Regions from separate parts of the Mus musculus genome. Here all the other regions are linked to region 1. A link is a contact called in public HiChIP or PLAC-seq and Micro-C data. All regions are on one chromosome and are shown on one strand. Each heading gives the region's core, a stretch centred on a gene start, on an enhancer-like site or on the middle of the called end of the contact. The rest is flanking DNA. Distances are from core to core; before and after follow the strand shown. Region 1 holds the start of Kremen1 (kringle containing transmembrane protein 1). Region 2 holds the start of Znrf3 (zinc and ring finger 3). Region 3 overlaps Znrf3 (zinc and ring finger 3).

Region 1 (4,217 bases), core at 433-2,932:
AAAATATGAAATGGTAAGTTTGGCATATTCTCAGTGTACAGCTTTTTTTTTTTTTTTTTTTAATTGGAAAGGATTTAACAAACTAGTCGCTAGGTTCTTGACAGGATATGATGCTGAAAACCATGTGGTTTGTTTCTGAAACTGCTTCTGGAACCAGAGGGGAAACATCACAAAGGCACTGATGTTGCAGAATGCTGAGGAACCCCGCTGAGGAGAGTTTGAGGGACCTAGTAAACTGTTTCACAACAGCCATAAATTTGTCCTTACCCAGGACTCCTAAATAAAAGCATACCAACTTTACCCAAGAGCTGTTGCATCTGACCTAGCAAAGCGTCGGTGCCTAACAGATGCTACCTCCCTGCAAGTGTGGGCAGAATAGGCTCACAGTGCCCTTTCCAGGAAGGAGCGCCAGTCCACTCCCACCCGTACCTCTCTCTCCATAGAGGACATTAAATCCTGAACACAAAGATGACAAAGTGGAAGGAGTTACTAGGTTACAGTTATGTTGACACGTCCTGGCTCTCGGAACGTCCCTCCCTCCCTCCCTGTTCACATACTACAAACAGTAGAAAAGAGCACATTATAGAAGTCCCATAGAAGGCAGCAATCACCTAGAAACCACTTCTACTGAGTCTCAGGTTTGGTGTGTTGGGAACTCCTCATTCTGCCGTCCCAAAACCCAGCTTTGCCTTTTGCCGGGATTCATCCTGAAAGAAATTCAGTATTCGCTGGGTAAACCAGGTGTCTAGTCCTTAGTGAACTGGGAAACACTATAATAAGTATTATTAAATCGTTTAATGACTACACATGGTGGAACACTCTAAGCAAGTTGCCTACAGTGTATCATTTAATGTTCACCAACACTGCTCATGGGAGTGAGTTACCCCCCCCCACTTTCAGATCAAGTAACAGAGGTTCAAGCAGCTTTGCCTCAAAATCACACAGAAAATAAATCTCAGCCTTTCCCCTAAATCCAAGCTGTCAAGAAAACAAAGCAACTCTGAGTTTTCTTTTACTAGTAAAACCCTGCCTTCGCAACATCACAATCCGCAACTTAGGGTGGAGACCCCAGTGGCAGGTTCACCAATGTCCTATGCTCATCAGCTCTCAACAACCTGCAAAGAAACCGAACTGGGCCAGACAACACCCTCATGCTTGTCCTTCCACTGGGAAAGGATTCCGAGGCAAGGAAGGGCGTGTGGGAACTAAGCTGCCATCCCAGCTTCCATCCTGGCCGAGAGCACCACCTCGGGCGGACGCCGCGGTGGACTCAGAGTAGTCTGCACTCGGTACGGGCGACTTTAGCCGTCACGCACCCCCTTCTCTTCCGTAAGTCGGAAGCAGAGTTCGGCAAAGTTAGAAGCCGGCACTCGGGGCAGAGTCCTGGTAACGCGGGACAGGCGCGTCCACGCCGCGTGCTGGGACAGAAGCCCGAACATCGGGTTCTCCGGGGTCCACGCGCGAGAGAGGGCGAGGGGGTTCGGGGGGGGGCCGGGGTCTCACTCACCGGGGCCGGAGCGGGGACCGGGCGCGGGCCGGGCCGCCAGAGTGAGCGCAGCGGCGGAGAGCAGCGCGAGACGGGCGGCGGGCGGCGCCATGGGCCGTCAGTGCGGGACCCCCGGGCGCGGCCCGGGGCAGAGGGGGCAGCACCGGGAGCCGGGGGCGGCCATGGGAGCAGGACGGAGCTCAGCGTCGCCCCGCCCTCGCCGCCCGGCCCGCCCCGGTCCGCCCCGGCCCGCCCCGGTCCGCCCCGGCCCGCCCTCCTCAGCGCCGCCCCGTCCTCCTCAGCACCGCCCGGATTGCCTGACGCCTGCTAGGATTCCGAGCCGGGCGGCCTGCGCATGCGCGGCCTGCCACTCACGCGCGGGAGCCCGCCCCCGCCCCACCTGGCTCCGCCCCCACAGCAGGCGCGGTGAGGCCACCCGAGGTGTGGAGTCTACAGGTGAGGGCGGGACGGGTCCTGCCTCTGAGTCCCCACGCTGAGGTTTGTCGGCGCTGACACCGGCCGAGCGCCGTGACCCCTGTTTCACCCTTACCTAGGTCGTGACTCACGCGCGAGTTCCACCACTGCGGTAGTAACCAGAACAAACCTCTTGCTCTTGCTAGGCTCGTGGTAGCGGCTAGCCAAAGCGTGTTCTGGAGTCCTCCAGTCCCGGTTCGTATCCCACTTGGTTACTCGTAAGATCTGTATAAATGTATACAGGTTTAAAGAAAACGGGGCTCCCTTCTGCTCAGTGGTATGTCGATACCGTCTGCTCCACAAAGCGGTTGTACAAAGTGAGATAATGCACGGAAACCTCGCACGCACAGTGGGGGCTCAGTAAATGTGGAGTTCTTTCTCCTTGTGGAGTCCTGCAGCTACCAAAGGGACAGCATACTGAGCCTTGTGCAGAATCCTATCATATCCGTGTCAACTAGCGCAACTTATTCTTTTAAAAATATGTATTTACAGCGGTGCAGTGGTGGCGCACGCCTTTAATCCCAGTACTCGGGAGGCAGAGGCAGATAGGTCTTGGTGTTGGAGACTAGTCTGATCTATAAAGCGAGTTCCAGAACAGCCAGGGCTATAAAACAGAAACAAAGAAAAAAATATATGTATGTATAAATGCATATGTACATACATATATGTTTTTTATTGTATGTGTATGGGTGCATGTGTAACACCAGAGGACCATTTGTGGGAGTCGGTTCTCCTTGCACTGTCGGTTCTGGGAACTCAGGTCCTCAACCTTGGTGGCAATTGTCTTTACCGATGAGCCATCACACCAGTTTTAAATTATTATTATTATTATTTTGAGTCTTGGAACTATGTAGATCAGGCTGTCCTCGCACTCACAGAGGTCTTCCTGCCTACGCCTCCCAAGTGCTAGAATAAAGGTGTGTGTCCCCACTCCCAGTTAAATTATTTTTAATTAGTATAAAATGGGTGATACACTATATATTTGCATATATATGTATCTGTGTGTATATATATATATCTCACCAATGTATTTTGCTCAACCATCAGCAAAATAGGAACCATAAAAGACCTCAAGGTCCAAAGATACGGAAGCAACAAAAGTGCCCAACTCGATGGGGCAAGCGCTGTGTCTCTTCATTAGGGGAGACTTGGGGTTCTGTGGCTTAAATTCTCGGTCTCCGCGAGGCAGCCCCCCACCCCCCAGGATCTCGAGCCTCCTTACTCCTCCTCACACCCCCAGGCAGCGGGGATTTTCCGATTGCTCTTGCTTAAAACGCCACGGCGACGCCCGGCAGGACAGGTCCGGGCTGTGCACCGAGAGCTTTCAAGTCCTTGGTCCGGGGCTGGCAAGTACAGGCCTGCACCAGGCTTGGCGGTGGCAGGAACATCTGCCCTCCTGTTCCTACTCGCTGTGCCCGGAGCAGGGCTGGGCGATCCTGGCCCCGTGGGATACCCTGGCCTACCTGGGGTACACCCACCCCTGCGCCCTGTGCCCCTCGCCCTCTCACTGGGCAGGTGTTCTCCCCAGCCTTCCCACACTCAGGAGGCAGCTCCCAGAGCTGGGCCCCAAGGGCGTAGATACCTCCCACGAGGCGCCTGCCTTTCTGTCCCTCTCCACCCACACGACCCAGAGCTGTGGCAAGAAGAATCTTGTTCAATCGTTTGCTTTCCCTGTTGTTCCTGAATTCAAGAACCCTAGGTGTTTCTGAGTGGACGCCCCCACCGCCCAGTGGACACACCCTTCACTTACTAGTGAGAACTCAGCCTCCAGGTTCCACACGTGGGACTGTTGTGTATATATATATATATTTTTTTTTCTTTTCTTTTCTTTTTTCTTCCTTTTTAACTGAGGGCCTAACATGACCCATGGACATCGGACATTACGGAGCAGAGAGCTTCGGCCCACAGCTGCAACAAGGAAAGAGCAATACGATTATGGTTAAGTCTGTGGTAACAATAAAGGGGCTACCCCAGGGGCCTGTGATATGGGGAGACACCACCGAAGCCAGTGCTCCACAAGGCTGCTTCACTGAGGTTGTTTTTAAGGGCCATAGGGCTTTTTGGTGATGCGCCTGCTTTTAAGTCACTCAGCTTCTGTCGTGAGACTGGATAAATTCGTTGGTTACAAAGCTGGGTTCGGGAGGAGTCTTCCTTGTCTGCTGTCGGAGCTAAATTTAGGGTGAATGGGTGTTTGTTCATACCTCCTCAGGCAAGGCAACCCAACACCAGCCTGTTTGCTCCTCCAGGAAGCCCTGTG
Region 2 (4,217 bases), core at 1,246-3,745, 180 kb after region 1:
CACACAGCTCTGAAAGCCACACTGTGCTTGTCTGGACACATGGATGACCACAACAAAGTTATTAAAGCTATGGAGTGTACCAATGACAAACTATCTCTTCAGGGAGTTCAGATAAGCCCACCAATATCACTGCAGTTATAAAGGAATTAAGGACATCATTAGTGATTGCTTAACAGGTAAACTTATTAAATACCATTTAAGTCATTTTTCTCCCCTTAGTGACTGTTGACTTAATTTGAAAGGGAGGTGCGAGTCTAGTAGACTACAAAAGAATTAGATAAGCACTTCAAAAACTTCTCAAGAGAACAGAGTCCTGCCAAACTCACACATTATCTCTCTACTTGTCAGGATAAAATAGTTACAAATGGTGTGTTTAAACTGCTAATTTTGTATTAAATAGTGAACCCAAGAATATCTGCAAAGCACAGCATTATGCATAATGAATAGCTCCCCAGACAAACTACCACAGAGAATGGCTCAAGTTTAAACACTGCAGATAAAAATCTCAAACTTCAAAAGTCTCCTTCAAAAAGTGAAGTGCCACGTTAAAACATACTCCCCTCAGCTGCAACCCCCACCCTCAAGGCTGTAAATCAAACATTTCTAAAGCCATCAGGGCACAGGGAAAGCCTCAAAGAACGACAAGGACTCACAAGAAGCAAGACTTAAAATTCAAACTCTTCTTAAAGCCTGCAATAGAGTTGTTTAGGTATCTTCAGCCAAGCATCCTCTCTAAAGCTTGTATATTAATGACAGTAACAATAACATGGGGGGGGGGAGAACAGCACCGTTAGCAACATCTGTAGTCACAGAAATTGGTCAAACATGTATTTCGCTTTCTATAGATAAGAATAAGAGCACCACAAAACAATGCTTTCTAATCACAGCCATAGGGTCCTCCTCCAGCTTTGGAAAGACACACACCTTTAAGGAGCTACACCGTATTGGCCCGTGTCCCATCAACTCAAAGCTCTGCGTGCAGCTTCACCCTCCTGTCTACACTCGGAGCTGCTCTGAAGTCATCCCACACAGTCCCTTTTCTCTTCATAATTCACCCAAGAGCAAAGCACCGGAGATCCAAACTATAGGCCTCTAAAGTTCCAAAAGATTCAAAGACGAGCCAACCGTATCAGATCACTCCTACCAGAGGTGCGCCTAACAACCATAAGTGCGCTGCCCTGGAACATGGTAGTGGATAAAAACCATCGTCGAGGGAGCGGGAAATCTATGCAGCTATCCATCCGCTGAGGCTTCGACTGAGAGTCCCTCCTCAAAGACTGGGGACAGCTCAAAGCTCTCCCTAGCCAGCCTCCTTTGGGACGCAGCCCTCTTTCATTTGGAGCAAGGTGGAGGCCCTGTCAGTGAGAGACCCTGGCTCGGGTTTGCAGGCCTCTTCGGTATTAGTCCTTGACCCAGGGGCGAGCCTGCGGTCTTTCTCATCCCCTGTAATCTGAGGCACGGCCACGACAGTGCTCTGCCAATTCCCACTCCTCAGCCAGCTCCGCCTGCTCCCTTCCTGCTGCTGCCCGTCCAGAGCCCTGCCAGAGGGTTGGTGTCTAGGTAAGGCTGCCAGTAGATTTCAGCAAAAATAACCTGAAGATGTGCACCCCGGCAACTGGGTCGCTCCGAAAACGGAGCAAACGTGGATGGAAAAGCAAAGCCTGCGACCTCTAAGAAGTCGCTCCATCCTTCAACTTGTCTCGCCTTTGCAAAGTTGGCATTCAACAGGTAGTTCCCGGGACTTTCACCTGAGGGAGAAAAACGTCCCGCCAACTCAAGAGTGCCGCCCAGGCGCCCATGCCCAGCTCAGCGTCCCCACCCCCACCCCGGCGCGGTGCACCCACCGGAGGCCGAGCCCCCACGTGCGCTCGCCTCAGCCGCCGTGCCCCGGAGGCCCCGTCCCGCCCGCCTGGGAGGGATGCCGCCGGGCTCCGCGCCTCCCCCCCGCCCGCCCGCCCGCTAGCCCGCGGCGGGGTCGGCGGGCGCAGCCCCCGGAGCCATCTTGTGGCGGCGGAGCGCGGGGCCCGGGTGGCTACCTGCACGATCTCGCCCTCGGCGCTGAGCATGGCCCCGGCCCGCGAGAAGCGGCCCGTGAGGCCGGTGGTGTGGGTGGTATAGTCGCCGCTCGGGCTCGACTCGAACAGCACCACCTCCACGAACGCCGTCTCCTTGGCCCGCGCCGCGCCGGGCCCCGCGGCCGCCAGCAGCAGCCCGAGAAGCAGCGGCAGCGGCGGCGGCGGCGGCAGGCGACGACCGCGGGGGCCGCGGCGGAGGCGGCGGCGGCGGCGGCCCGGGGCCCCTGGGCGCCCGCCCGAGCGTGGCCTCATGGTCCTGCGGCGGGAGGGCGCGGAGGGCGGGCGCGGCCGGGCATAGTCGCGGGCCGGCGGAGGACCGAGCGCGGGCGGTCGCCTCACAGCACCATCGCGGCGGCGGCGGCTTTGTGGGTCGCAGGCTCTGCTCCGCTCCCCCGGCCGTCGCGCCGCGGCCCTTTCATCTGCTCCACGTGAGGGGTTATCCCCGCCCCCGCAGCGTCGTGACCCGCTCTCCCCTCCCTCCCCGCGCTCGGCCGCGGCCACCTCCGAGGGGAGCGGGTAGGCGGGGCGGGCGCGCCTGCGGCGAGAGGCGGGGCCCAGAGGCCTCGCCCGCCCCGCCCAATCGACTGAGTCCCGCCCCGACTCCGTTCTTAGCCACGCCCCTCCACCCTTGCTCCGCCCAGGTAGTCTTTTTCGGTCACGCCCCTTCCTCTTAGCCACGCCCCCTGGTCTGTACTCCGCCCTCCGCGGCAGACATTTCTCTTGGCAGTTGCTGGAGTACGGGGAGAGTAAGATCCTCAACCTGTTCCCGGGCGGTTTCGCCCCCTCGGCGCACCCTGCTTTGGTGCCGCAATTAGAGTCATTGGGGCGTCAAAGGCCTCGTCCTTCCGTCCAAGGATGCTTCATCCGCAGCTCCGGCACTGCTGGCCACCCGCACTCGGTGCTCGCGCCCTACCACCTCCAGGGACCGCGAAAGGCCCCGGGCGGTCAGTGGCAGTTTGCAACCCGCCGGGACACGTCCAGTTCTTACGTGGGTGTCACATAGACAGTTACCCTCAACTAAAGGAGTGAGGACAGGTGGCGGAGAACTTGAAGAAGTTATCTAGATTCTAATGGAGTTCATCTTTCCGCAGCCCTGGAGACCGTCTCCAACACTCCCTTCAAATCTCACCATGTGCAGAAGGGCGGAAGAGTCAACACGCTTAATGCACAGACTTCTGGTTGCCAAACATACCAAAGACACGTGCTCCGAACCCAGACGTCCCCAGTCACCCAGAAGATAAACTTTTAATTCTCTTCCCCTTTTTGGAACAGGATTTTTCCTTTCTCAGCAAATCTATGAGACTCACAATCCTCCTTTAAAAGCCACATTCAATTTCTACTTCCTCAGTCGTCTTCCCTCCCTGACCTGAATGGCTTTGTTTAAATATTTGCAAATATTTGGTTAGGGTGATCTGCTTCTACTTGCTACCACACCCAAAATATTAAGACAAAAAGAAAAGTCATTGAGTGTTTCCTTGAGTAATCAGCGCATCGAGGTTACAGTTTAAACTGAAAAGGAATGTTTTGCCAATGTGTTGAATAGAAAATACAATTGAAAAGAAATTCACAGAACTGTGTTACTGTGTTTGGACCACCCAAAGCTTTGGCACAGAAGGTAACTGACAAAGCTAGAGTCATTAGTTTCCCCCAAGCCAAGCTTAATCAGTACTGACTGCTCGGGAGCACTGTCATTTCCAAGGATTGTGACTTTACCCACTAAGGCACAGTCCAGTCTTTTTTTTTGTTTTGTTTTGTTTTTTTTTTGTTTGTTTGTCTTTTCGAGACAGGGTTTCTCTGTGTAGCCCTGGCTGTCCTAGATCTCACTTTGTAGACCAGGCTGGCCTCTAACTCAGAAATCTGCCTGCCTCTGCCTCCCGAGTGCTGGGATTAAAGGCGTGTGCCACCACACCTGGCACAGTCCAGTCTTTAAGGGGAAAGCAATTATTATAGCCATGCATAGCTAGCGTTGCAATCCTTAGAAGTATGAAGTCATGAACTGGTGAATGAATATGCAAATATGGTCTATCCATACAATAAAATCGAATTTTTAACATGGTAGAGTTTCAATCGGGGCTGGTGAGATGGCTCAGTGGGTAAGAGCACCCGACTGCTCTTCCAAAGGTCCGAAGTTCAAATTCCAGC
Region 3 (4,217 bases), core at 482-2,981, 150 kb after region 1:
CTTTACCCCCAACACTCAGACCTTCAACTAAGAAGCCAGTCAACTAGAGTCAGAGGGAGAGAAAAGGCATTCCTATAGAAAACTTAGTTCCCATTTGTGTTTATTCAAATACAAATGGATCAATAAGCCAACTGATGAACCTGACAAAATGGCCTGAATGAACAGAGGTCAATGTTCCACTTCTTCCCCTAAAAACAACTCCTGAACAAGTCTGGAGCACAGAATGAAATCTTACCACCATCACTTATTACAGCTTCTATTTTATTATGAATAAAGGGCTAAAAGTGTGGCACACTCTTGAAATCCTAGCACTCAGGAGGCTGGAAGGCCAGCCACAGCTAAATACTGAAACTCTGTCTCAAAACAAACAAAACAAAACAAAAACCCAAAGAAGTGAAGTTGTAAAGCCAACCCCTGCACAGTAGAAATTAAAACTTTGGGAAAGCTGGGCATGGTGATGCACGCCTTTAAGTCCCAGCACTCGGGAGACAGAGTCAGGAGGATTTCTGAGTTCGAGGCCAGCCTGGTCTACAAAGTGAGCTCCAGGACAGCCAGGGCTACACAGAGAAACCCTGTCTTGAAACCCCCCCCCCCCAAAAAATAAAAACAAACTAAAACTTTGGGCAAATTGTTTCTTCTGGCCTCAGTTTCCATCCTCATTCATACAATGGGGACAAGAATAGTTAGCAGCCCTGAGCTGTTATGGGGTAGAATAAATGAGGTCATTCATGCTGCTGTTTAACACAATACATGGCAAAAATCAGCAATAAATGCTAGCCACATGGAATTATTTTTAAATCTGTGTGCCTTATTCCTTGTCTGAGAGCCATAGGAAGCCATGTAAGAAGATGCTAGAATTCCAATGAGGACATCTTCAGAAGAAGAAAGGACAGCAAACCAGGTTAAGAAGGAGTCTGTGTGGCCCCCTTTGTGGAAAGCAGCAGGTTGGCATTCTTCTTCAGAACATAGCAGCTGTCCTTCCTCCTGCTCTTGCCCAACCCCTCTTCGGCTGCAAATACTCAGGGATTAAGAAGACATTCAAGCCTTGTTCTGTGTCATTTCTGCTCTGGCATTCTCTTTGGCTTCTTTATCCTAAATGCCATTTCTGCTCCTTAGCAGGCCTACATTAGAGAAAATGCCTGGCATTTTCAAGGCCCCTACTTCAGTATTTCCACAGATCCTTGCAACAAACACCCTTGCATCTGACTCCATTTTACCAAAGGGAAATCCAAGGTAAAAGTGAGAATTTCTGACTCTGAGGTCAATGCTCATTTGCACTACTAGCCTTAGACCTGAACCAGAGGTGGGATCCATGACAGCTAGGGCTGGCTGCACTAGAACTTCACAGTATACTCTAAGGCATCACTCCTGCTGGGAGGGATGGAGCACTCCCAGAGAGAAGAAGGGCCTTCAATTCCAGCTACCAAGTAAGCTGGTGGCTGCATGGTAACCCTCTTGGGAAGAAATATTTCTCCGTGAAAAAAGAACACATGGGGGTGGGAGCATAAAACTGAAACTCAAAGCTGCAAACTACAGGAGAGGATACACTCCACCTGGGAGATTCAGATGAAGGCTAAGCAATCTGTTCCTCAGCAAACGCCCTGGGAGAGAGTGCATTTGAGCCCCACTCCAGATTTTATTCTTCACCAGGTTTTACCCTTCACCGCATCTCATAACACTTCAAAGGAAGTATTTTTGTACAGCCCAGGGAGGAGTGTAAACTGGCCAGCTGCTCCCAAAGCAGAGAAATTAACCCTGAAAGGGCTGCTGGCTTGGCAGGATGGAGGGTAGGAGAACAAGTTCATGGGGAGCAGGTCATGAGTCCCCACACTCATCAGGCCTGCCCTTTCAGACCACACCAAGGGCACAGTTCTTAAACCACTACAGAAAGGCAGGGCCTAGGCTCCTCTAAGCATACAAACAGCTAGTTATAAATACCCTCTTCGGCTAGAAGGTCAAAAAACGCAGCAGTTAGCACTTCAGTGGAAAATCCAGCTAAACACACAGACCTCTTTTGCTGCCTGAGCCTTCCCTGAGCCATTCTAAGAACTGCAGAGATCAAAAAGCTACCAGGACAAAACCTGCTCCCTGACGTCTGATCTGGTATGACATCAATAAGGCAATACAGCTTCAACAGCCTTCTAACAACAATCCCTTTCTAAACAGTGTCTGGTAGAAGGGCTACCCCTCCGGGTGTCAGGTATGCCAGGATCTGGCTGACAGGAGACTCTAGGCCTTGAGGGCCTTCCTCAGAGCCTTCCCATACTCTTAATATCCATCACTGCACAGATTACTTGACCCACATTTAAAATAGTCTTCAGTTACTGAATTTTGAGGATCCTCCCCCAAATGAACATTGCACAGGACATCCTCCAGTTCACTAGTGGAGGATTAAGTCATCCTCCACCTTTTCTTCTGAGACAAAGTCTCATGAAGCCCAGGCTGGCCTCAAACTCTTTATGTAACAAGGAGGAATTCAACCTCTCTTATCAACTTCTGATCCCTGCCTTCCCATTTCCTGAGTTCTAGGATTACAGTCATTTGCCACCATGTCTGGCCCTCTGTGCATGTTCCGAAAGACCTCTACCAACTGAGTCACTTACACAGCCACAACAAGTCTATGAGGTAGAAGCTGGCAGTGAAACCAGCCTGGGCCTCTCTCAAGAGTACATATATCTTACTCGCTCTCCTTTTTTTTTTCTTTCTTTTTTTTTTTAAGTTGCCACCACTCCATCACAAAGACTATGGACTCTAACTAGAAACACCATGTCATTTCACAAAGCCTTAATATTCTGTATAGCACCAGGTGAGACCTCAGAAGCACTCAGGTGGGGGTCACCTCCTGTCACCTGGTTGATGCTACTAGGCAGTCAGCGACAGCAGATGAATGTTAGTCCCATCCCACTGGCAAAGGCAACCTATAATTTACTGAGACTGAAAAGTAAGCTATAAATAGCTGGTGTTTTTAATGTTGTCAGGCCTCCAGAAGAGAGGGGGCCTAACAGCTGGAGGTAGTGGGGATCAGGGCTCCGGGGTTCAAAGGGCTAGAATTTGGAAATCCTGGGCGGTGCAGTCAAAGCATCTTCAAAGACTGTTACTCCAAGAGTGTTGCACTCCATCTCATGACTCTCATGACAGTATAAGGGGAGAAAGACTGTTCAAACTATCAATCAGGATTTCCAAACCACAGGTTAGCAGTGGAGCACCATGTGTTTTGTTTTGTTTTGTTTTGTTTTGTTTTGTTTTGTTTTTTAAATGAACGCTCCACACAATTCAACAGCAAAAGGGAATGGGAGTATAGCTCGGTGGTAAAGCACTGAGCTTTGCCTAGGCTCTGGGTTGTATTTCCAGCATGGGAGGAAGAGAGCAGACAAATTCCTAAACTATGTTGCTGTTCCTACTTCATTTAGGCTTCTAAAACATAAGGCTATCCCTGCTTAAATAAGCACAAGGCAAATAAGAGGATTCATTTAGCCATTCAACAAACTTTTTTCTGAACTTCACCCTTAGTACGAAGAACAAAGAGCCTTTTAATGCTGTCTAATAGAGAAGATGGGTAATGACAATAAACTATTCCCCCAAAAATAAAGTGGAAGCCTTATGGTATTAAACCTAACTATGGGGAACGCCAAGGCCAAAAAGTGGGAGTGGGTGGGTAGGGGAGGGGGGGGTGTGTTGGGGACTTTTTGGATAGCATTGGAAATGTAAATGAGGAAAATACCTAACAAAAAAATTAATTCAAAAACAAAACAAAACAAACAAAAAAAAAGTTAAAAAAAAAAAACCTAACTACACTACAAGCTGGCATAAAACTATTTCACTAAAAAGTTATTCTCAGTAACTTACTTCTACACTCTCCTGACACAGTCAGACTTTAAAACAAAACACAACAAAACAAACCTCACGCTCATTTGTTCTTTTTTAAAAAGATTTATTTATTTATTTATTCATTCATTCATTCATTTATTTTGTGTGTATGAGGGCATCGGATCCCATTACAGATGGTTGTGAGCCACCATGTGGTTGCTGGAAATTGAACTCAGGACCTCTGGAAGAGCAATCTTAACCGCTGAGCCATCCCTCCAGCCCTCATTTGTTTGTTTGAAATAACTATCCCCAAAGATTTTCTAAAACTGAAGACTGTGAAGAAGGCAGAAGAGTGGTGAGTGAATGTGGCTGTGTGCTTTACTCTAAGCACAGATGCTTTCGTCAGAAAT

What was found. A called contact is a pair of places that touch in the nucleus more often than the background predicts. HiChIP or PLAC-seq counts read pairs in DNA pulled down with a chosen protein or histone mark.
Region 2: a Micro-C map of embryonic stem cells shows a contact between it and region 1, with 4 times the contacts expected there. The contact joins the promoter of Znrf3 here to the promoter of Kremen1 in region 1. A contact is called at or near these places in 23 of 39 promoter capture datasets (the 3T3-L1 cell line, 3T3-L1-derived adipocytes, the C10 cell line and 13 more), 19 of 484 Hi-C or Micro-C datasets (CD4 T cells, bone marrow-derived macrophages, cerebral cortex and 11 more), 26 of 115 datasets of contacts at active chromatin or transcription factors (the 230-238 cell line, the SCID.adh cell line, T-cell acute lymphoblastic leukemia and 18 more) and 5 of 9 other capture datasets (adipose tissue, embryonic stem cells, liver and 2 more).
Region 3: an H3K27ac HiChIP or PLAC-seq map of regulatory T cell precursor shows a contact between it and region 1, with 2.2 times the contacts expected there. The contact joins the enhancer-like site here to the promoter of Kremen1 in region 1. A contact is called at or near these places in 1 of 39 promoter capture datasets (cranial neural crest), 4 of 115 datasets of contacts at active chromatin or transcription factors (CD8 T cells, embryonic stem cells, heart atrium and 1 more) and 3 of 9 other capture datasets (adipose tissue, liver and pancreatic islet).

The regions. Positions count from the first base shown.
Region 1 is chr11:5,259,928-5,264,144 of GRCm38.p6, forward strand. It overlaps Kremen1 (kringle containing transmembrane protein 1), which reads right to left and starts at 1,683. Exons shown (of 9, transcript NM_032396.3): 1 at 1,508-1,683. The coding sequence starts at 1,598. Gm46268 (a long non-coding RNA gene) reads left to right here and starts at 1,090. Exons shown (of 4, transcript XR_003949640.1): 1 at 1,090-1,289; 2 at 1,789-2,155; 3 at 3,812-3,898.
Region 2 is chr11:5,442,352-5,446,568 of GRCm38.p6, forward strand. It overlaps Znrf3 (zinc and ring finger 3), which reads right to left and starts at 2,496. Exons shown (of 9, transcript NM_001080924.2): 1 at 2,037-2,496. The coding sequence starts at 2,327.
Region 3 is chr11:5,414,075-5,418,291 of GRCm38.p6, forward strand. The region is part of intron 1 of Znrf3 (zinc and ring finger 3); the gene reads right to left. Among named protein-coding and RNA genes, the nearest start is that of Znrf3, 29 kb to the right of the region's middle. Within about 2 kb of position 1,732, at least 120 of the 459 cell types and tissues checked have an H3K27ac peak or open chromatin away from gene starts, as enhancers often do. A contact at or near this core is called in CD8 T cells, heart atrium, pancreatic islet and 1 more, where this site is marked.